Linked DNA regions of Danio rerio: region 1 is linked to region 2. Evidence: chromatin contacts called from public Micro-C data. All regions are on one chromosome and are shown on one strand. Each heading gives the region's core, a stretch centred on a gene start, on an enhancer-like site or on the middle of the called end of the contact. The rest is flanking DNA. Distances are from core to core; before and after follow the strand shown.

Evidence for each region. A called contact is a pair of places that touch in the nucleus more often than the background predicts.
Region 1: a contact with region 2 is called in a Micro-C map of caudal fin, with 11 times the contacts expected there. The contact joins the promoter of cul1b here to the enhancer-like site in region 2. A contact is called at or near these places in 5 of 18 Hi-C or Micro-C datasets (caudal fin, embryo, hematopoietic stem cells and 1 more) and 2 of 4 datasets of contacts at active chromatin or transcription factors (caudal fin and embryo).

Annotation. Positions count from the first base shown.
Region 1 is chr24:21,269,088-21,272,676 of GRCz12tu, reverse strand. cul1b (cullin 1b) reads left to right here and starts at 2,329. Exons shown (of 22, transcript NM_213495.1): 1 at 2,329-2,392.
Region 2 is chr24:20,997,686-21,001,074 of GRCz12tu, reverse strand. All of the region lies in intron 2 of skida1 (SKI/DACH domain containing 1), which reads left to right. Among named protein-coding and RNA genes, the nearest start is that of mllt10, 13 kb to the left of the region's middle. Within about 2 kb of position 1,869, at least 41 of the 62 cell types and tissues checked have an H3K27ac peak or open chromatin away from gene starts, as enhancers often do. A contact at or near this core is called in caudal fin, where this site is marked.

The sequences.
Region 1 (3,589 bases), core at 1,080-3,579, 270 kb before region 2:
TAAACAGAAATTGGAGAAAAAAAATAAACAAGTGGTCTAATAATTTAGGGGGGCTAATAATTCTGACTTCAACTATGTGTTCATATATAAAACACCCAGCAGGCACTTGACATCAGATTGATGTTGTACCCCAATGTCATGAGGTTTTTGCATTTTGTTTGAATATGAAAATCAGGCCAACGTCAATGTCCAGCATCCGACTTAAAATCAACTAAATATCAACGTCTAATGATGTTACCGCTGTGCTGTCGCCTTACAGCAAGAAGGTCGCTGATTCGAGCCTCGGCTGGGTTATTTGGGTTTTTGTGTGTGGAGTTTGCACGTTCTCCGTGCGTTCGCGTGGGTTTCCTCCGGGTGCTTCGGTTTCCCCCACAGTCCAAAGATGTGGTACAGGTGAATTGGGTAGGCTAAATTGTTCGTTGTGTATGAGTGTGTATGGATGTTTTCCCAGAAATGAGTTGCAGCTGAAAGAGCATGCGCTGCGTAAGACATGTGCTGGATAAATTGTGCTGGCAACCCCAGATTAATAAAGGCACTAAGCCAAAAAGAAAATGAATGAATGATGTTACAGCTTGTTGTTGTGTGGAAGACCTCCATCAGATGTTACATTTCAGTTGCCATTCCTGAGGAATAAATGTCAGTATTTGACTTTAATCTGATGTTGGTTTAGGATGTTGGCTTGATGTCGGATTTTAGTCACTTTCCAACAAAACCTGAAATCAACCAATTGTCCTTAGATGCTGGTTAGACAATGAATATTGGTCACCCTTTATCACGACCTAAATCTAACCTAATATTAATGTATTATGATGTGTGCCTGCTGGGCAATACCTGAATCCACTACAGAATGTTACGTTTGCACACATTCACAAATTACATGTAAATGCATCAGCTTTTCACAGTGTAACACTCACTACTCAAGTATTTTTGAAAGGCCGACTTTTTACTCATACTTTGAGCAGTGGTGTAAAGGAACTAATTACAAATACTCAGATTACTGTAATTGAGTAGTTTTTCTCAGGAATTGTAATTTACTTAGTAGATTTAAAAATGTGTATTTTTACAAGCTTGAGTACATTTTTAGTGCTGTATTTTTACTTTTACTCCACTACTTTTCTGTTGTTTATGGAGATTAGAAAAACTGTCTTGTGATTCGTGTCCAATCAAATCACACAAAGAAGTTAAATCGCATCACAATGAACTACCTCAAGACAAGGGCGATTTATAATTTCAGCAAACAGTTTGGAAGCATTAAACATGTCCAAGATGTCTAAATTTTTACATGCATTGACCCAGAGGCTGTTTAGATGCATGTCTTTGAAAAAAAAATTAAGGATGTTTACTGTATGATGACCAAAATGGCCTTAATCAAAGACGCAAGACATCAACATCATGTCAGATTGACATTGTACCCTAACGTCAATGTCCAACCTATACCAAATATCAACGTCTAATGATGTTACAGCTTGTTGTTGTGTGGATGTTACCACTACGTCTATCAGACGTTGGATTTTGGTTTCCATACCTGACGAATAAGTGTCAGTACTTGACGTCAATGACATTGGTTTTAGATGTTGGCTGGACGTTGGATTTTGGTCACTTTCCAACACAACCTAAAATCAACCAAATATCACCGTCATTTGACGTCATTATTGGACATCAAAATAACATCCCTAGACCCTGGCTATTGAATTTTGGTCACCTGACATCACAACCTAAATCTAACCTAGTATTAACGTCTTATGATGTCGTGTGCCTGCTGGGCAATAACTAAATGCACTACAGAATGTTACGTTTACACACACATGCACAAATTACATGTAAACAAATCAGCTTTTTACAGCGTAATACTCACTAGTCACTACTCTCGAGTACTTTTGGAAGGTCTACTTTTTTTTGGAAGGTTTACTCATACTTTGAGTAATATTTACAACAGATACTTTTACTCTACTTCCACTACATTTTAAGCAAGTAATGGTACTTTTACTTGAGTATGATTTTTCAGTTCTCTTTCCACCACTCACTGACTGAGTAATATTTACAACAGATACTTTTACTCTACTTTCAACTACATTTTTAGGCAAGTAATGGTACTTTCACATGAGTATGATTTTTCAGTACTCTTTCCACCACTGGTGGGTTTTACACACATTTTTTGAGTCATTCGCAGCAGGAATGGTCAAAGTGGTTCCTGGCACCTGAAAGAGTGAAGCTCCTACGCAGCTGGTGTACTACGGTGAGTGGACAGTAGGCGTCGCTGTGTGTCTCTGCGCTGTGGCGTATGACGTTTCACTCGCTCTAATACGGAATTCCCAGTCATCTCCAGTCAAACACACACAGACTGAGCGCAGGGCCTCGACCTCACACTGCTCGACGTTACAAACACACACAGGTAAGACTAAAAATCTTTAAACACGTGTCAGGCGTCCCGGTTTGACATAAATGAAAACTAAATGGACGTGTCTGGCAATGTGTCGATAAGGAAGAGAGACATTTTTGTGATATTACACACCAGTTAAGAATAGGTAGCCATTTTACATCATTATATCTCAAAAGCCTCGGAGAATAACAGTAGTGGGTTAATAACAAATGTTTGTCTTGATTTTCAGGTTATATTTAAATGACGTACGTTTGGTTGACATTATGGTATTAATAGTTCCTCTTAGCGGCAGTTTACAAGGAAGGGTACCTGAAGCTAACGAGCTTGCTACCTAGCATTGCTAATCTATTGATGCTGTTTACAAAACAATATCGCCATATAAATGTTCATGAATTAAATACTTAGTGCGTTTAATGTGTTAAGAAGTATATTATGGAGACCTAAAGCTGTAAACAAATGCTGAGGCAAAACGAAGAGTCCTTTACACACATTCACATGAATTCTGCTGTCTCAGATGCCTACCCTAGACAGCACTTTTGGCCCAAAATGTTGTCTACTGGGTTGGCAGTTTTTGAGACATAGACATTTTAATTGGTTTTCATTAAGTTTCCTAAACCTCATGTGCCAGTGTGAGGTAAGTTTTCCTTTGAAATTATAACCTCAGTCAGGAGTTTTCAAAGTGGTTGGTTTATGAGTCATGCTAATGTTTGGGTATGTGTCAACACACATCAGTAGGTTTTATATAAATGTAAGGGGTTAAAATAGTAATGTAGTTTTGTGCAACTGTCACTCATAATGTACTATCACATTATGTTAGGGTGTTGAGAAAAATTATTTGTTGCGGTTTGTGTCTTTTTCAGAGTTTGTCTAATTTATTCTGAGCTCTTATGAATTTTTGTATTGGTGAGAGTACATACGTTTACAGAAAACACAGTAAAACGTGACAGTAGTTTATAGGACAAATGTTTTGTCAAGCATATTTTGGAAAAGAATCACTTGGCATATTACAAGATCAATTTATAATAACAACTATTTCATTGAATTTTACCAGTGCTTGTCTAAAAGCTAGATCTTATTTTGAAATTCATTAAAAAAAAAAAAAAAAAAAATATATATATATATATATATATATATATATATATATATATATATATATATATATATTTGATCACTTAAAGTTTGTACCATTTAATTATTTGTGATTATATG
Region 2 (3,389 bases), core at 620-3,119:
TTATTTAAAAAGGAAGATGTAGGCCTAAAGTGCACTTGCACCACATAGAAATTAAAATTAGGATTGGGATAAAAGCATTGCACGTTTAATTGACCCGTTTTTAAACAATAAATACGCTGTCATATTAGAAGACGTTTAGGGTTGTAAGTGGATTTCGTATAAAATGTTTTAGACCAATTTTGCTATTGCGACTGGTAAGGTAAAAATAGCCTGAAGTCATAAGGTCAAATATTGTCTTTTGCGTTTTAATGGATGCATGTTTGAGGACGATGGTTGATAAATGAACTTAAACGAGAACGATAATTCACCCAAAACAAAATGGTGTTTGAAACCTGCTGCGTGTCCTGCTTTTAAAGCTCTTTAACTATTTTAAGGACAAGTATTACAGTATATTTCATGCGTCAAGGACTTAGTGATAGTTTTAGTGAAAGAATTAGTGACTAGTTTGTCTAAAGCGAAACAAAGCATTAATTCCAGTTCTACCATGACCACCTTTGATCGTCTTTTTTCCAGAAACACTTGTAAAAACAAGCACTGATCTAAAACAATCTCCCAAAACACTTGTTCATTGGGTGACGTGCGTCTTTCATAACACTGATGAAAAATTGTGCTGTGAGTCAGTAATATATTCCGCTTTTCAGCCAGACCTTCATAATTGACCATTCCAAACAGACCACACGTTAGAAGTTCACCGTTCAAACACATAAGCGGAGAGGTTTATTCACGGTAAATAAATACAACACTTGAGTAACCGCACAACGTAATCTTACACTTGATTTCATTGCAACGTGTATTTAAGTTGAGCATTTCTGTTAAAATGACCAGTTTGTTAGGGACATGTATAATTTAACCGATTCCAATAAAGTGCTCAAGCAAATGAATTTATTTTTTCCACATTTAAAACAGAACAGCCTTCCAAAAAAAAAAAAAAAAAATCACCTGTTCCTCCCTGGATGTCAGCAAACCAAATCGATTAACCATTTAACCCGTCGCACTTCGCCTGGCTCTTCAAAATCTTTAGATGCAGGTGGATTTGTTAATCAGAAAACAACAACGTTTTATTTGTCAAAAATTATCCGTATAAAAAAGAAAAGAAATCCCTAGCCTACAACTATTCTGAACTGCAGCCACATGGTCCAGTCGTTTCTCGCACAGCAGGCTACGACAGTATAGCCTTTATTCCGTTCGTTTCTTTTGGTCTGTATTGTTGGTCAATTTTTTTTTACATGTGAATTTCTGTTTAAAGCTTGGATGTATGTTTATGCATACATTAATGCCGAACGCGAATTGCTGTTAGGCATTTTCACAGCGGTGCGAAATATCAGCCAGAAATAATTCAAATCCTTGATATACCGACTAATGTTGGCACAAATCACTGCTTTAATAAAGCCTAAAGATGTGTCTTTGAACGGTGCAAAAGTAAAAAAACAACGAAAAAAGACCAATATGCTTGTTTCATTTCGCTGAAGCGTGTGTAGCATGCCATTTGTTGTATTTAACGATAATATTAATATTATTTAAGCTAATGTCGGCTTTTAACTTCCCTTTACCTATACAAAATTTGACTAAAGACGTCTTATACTGTAAACATGTAATATAGAACAGTTGTGGGAAAAGCCGATGCCGAAGAGACGAAATGGTTGGTGTAGCCAATGTGAGGGTGGGAATAAGCACGTAAAACAGTATACTTATACCTAAAAAAACTTTTCAGCCACTGCGTCGTGGGGTATACATGAACTGCGTGAACATAAATTATAAAAAACGGCCGTGGTCTCGACGTGTTTGAGTAAGAACAGAAGCGCAAGTGACAGTTCGTCTCGTCGAGCGCATCGTCATTACACGTGCATTTGGCGCCCTCGCTCGGGCAGGAACGTGTGGATATCTTTTCTCTTAAAGGGGAGGACAAAAGGATTTAAGGTGGAACGAACAAATCACACCAAGCGATCTTGACCCTGGCAAACAATGGTATAAATTAAATACTTACTGCTTAATAGGGTTATCTTTCTTTCCAAGGCAGATTAGATTTATTTTGATGTTGATAAAAAAAAATTGGGTTCATAAAATTGCGAAATAGCCTAGGCCTACAATTGATTTATTTGTTAACCATAAGGGATAAAAGTCAGTCCATTAGTCTATTTACGTGTATTGTTAGGCAAGGCCTAAAATTGGATACAAGTAAACGCTAGATGGTTTTACAGGAAAATTCCCTATAGCTGTATTTTTGTTTTATATAGCATAGAATAAATAACATAATTAGTATACTTCTAAAATGAAATTGTTGAGGAAATAACGGTGGTTTCTCTTTCGGCCTATGTTCGATTTTTAGTTTTTGAAAGATGCATAACTAAAAAAGTACGAAACAATTGCTATCTCATAGAAACTCAATGCTCTTCCATTATTCTATTAACGCATATGATTGGCCTATACGGCACGTGAAATATGTATATTTAAAACGCATAGAGAATTACCTTTATTGTAGGAGCAATATAATAGGCTATATATTTCTACAGAACAGTAATAAATAAGCAGTCTAAATAGCCTTGCAGGCCAATGGCCTGTCAGTAGGCGTTGTTTTAAGATGATTTTTAAAGTCGCTCCATAGGAATAGGAAAACTGAACCACAGCTCATTCAGAGGGAAGGACATCAAACTAATATGTAAAAAAAAAAAAAAAATATATATATATATATATATATATTTCCATTTGGACCTCAAAACTGTATTATAAAAGCTGCATGACAATGATTTAAAATGCATCTATTACTAAATATTCATCATATCTAGTAGGTGGTCAATAAAAATGCTGTAGACATATGAGCAACTTGGCTCGTCATTTACACAAGCTAGATGATGAGGCTTTACAGGCCTTAGTGAAACACGGTAAATCAACTGTTCCTACTGTGAATTAAACTAGTATGTTTAGCATTCAGAATAACTCCTACGTCTAAACGATTCAAAATATTTGACTTTTGACCCTATCGTAAATCCAAATAATATTCTACATGTTAGCCTATAATGTAGGCTATAATTAACAAATAAAATTGATTAAAAAAAATCTAATTTGCAGAAATGTATAAGAAATGCCAACCACTACAAGTTTTTTTCAGGTGATGAATGAGACTTTAACTAGATAAACATTGAATTTAAAACAACTATTTTTTTTACTCCACTAACATCTAGCCTAAGAAAAAAAATTAGGAGTTTCCAAAGACGGATTTGACTGTTTTAGGTTTAAACATTCTGGTGTGTAGGCTTCTTCATGCTATTCCTTTAAATCAATGTTGCCAGTCCAGATTCTTGAAACTGTTTAACGTGTTTAGCATGTTTGGTTTTAGTTGACATAAAATTTCTGTTTATCACCTTTTTTTTTTAATCCCTCGCTCTAGCTTC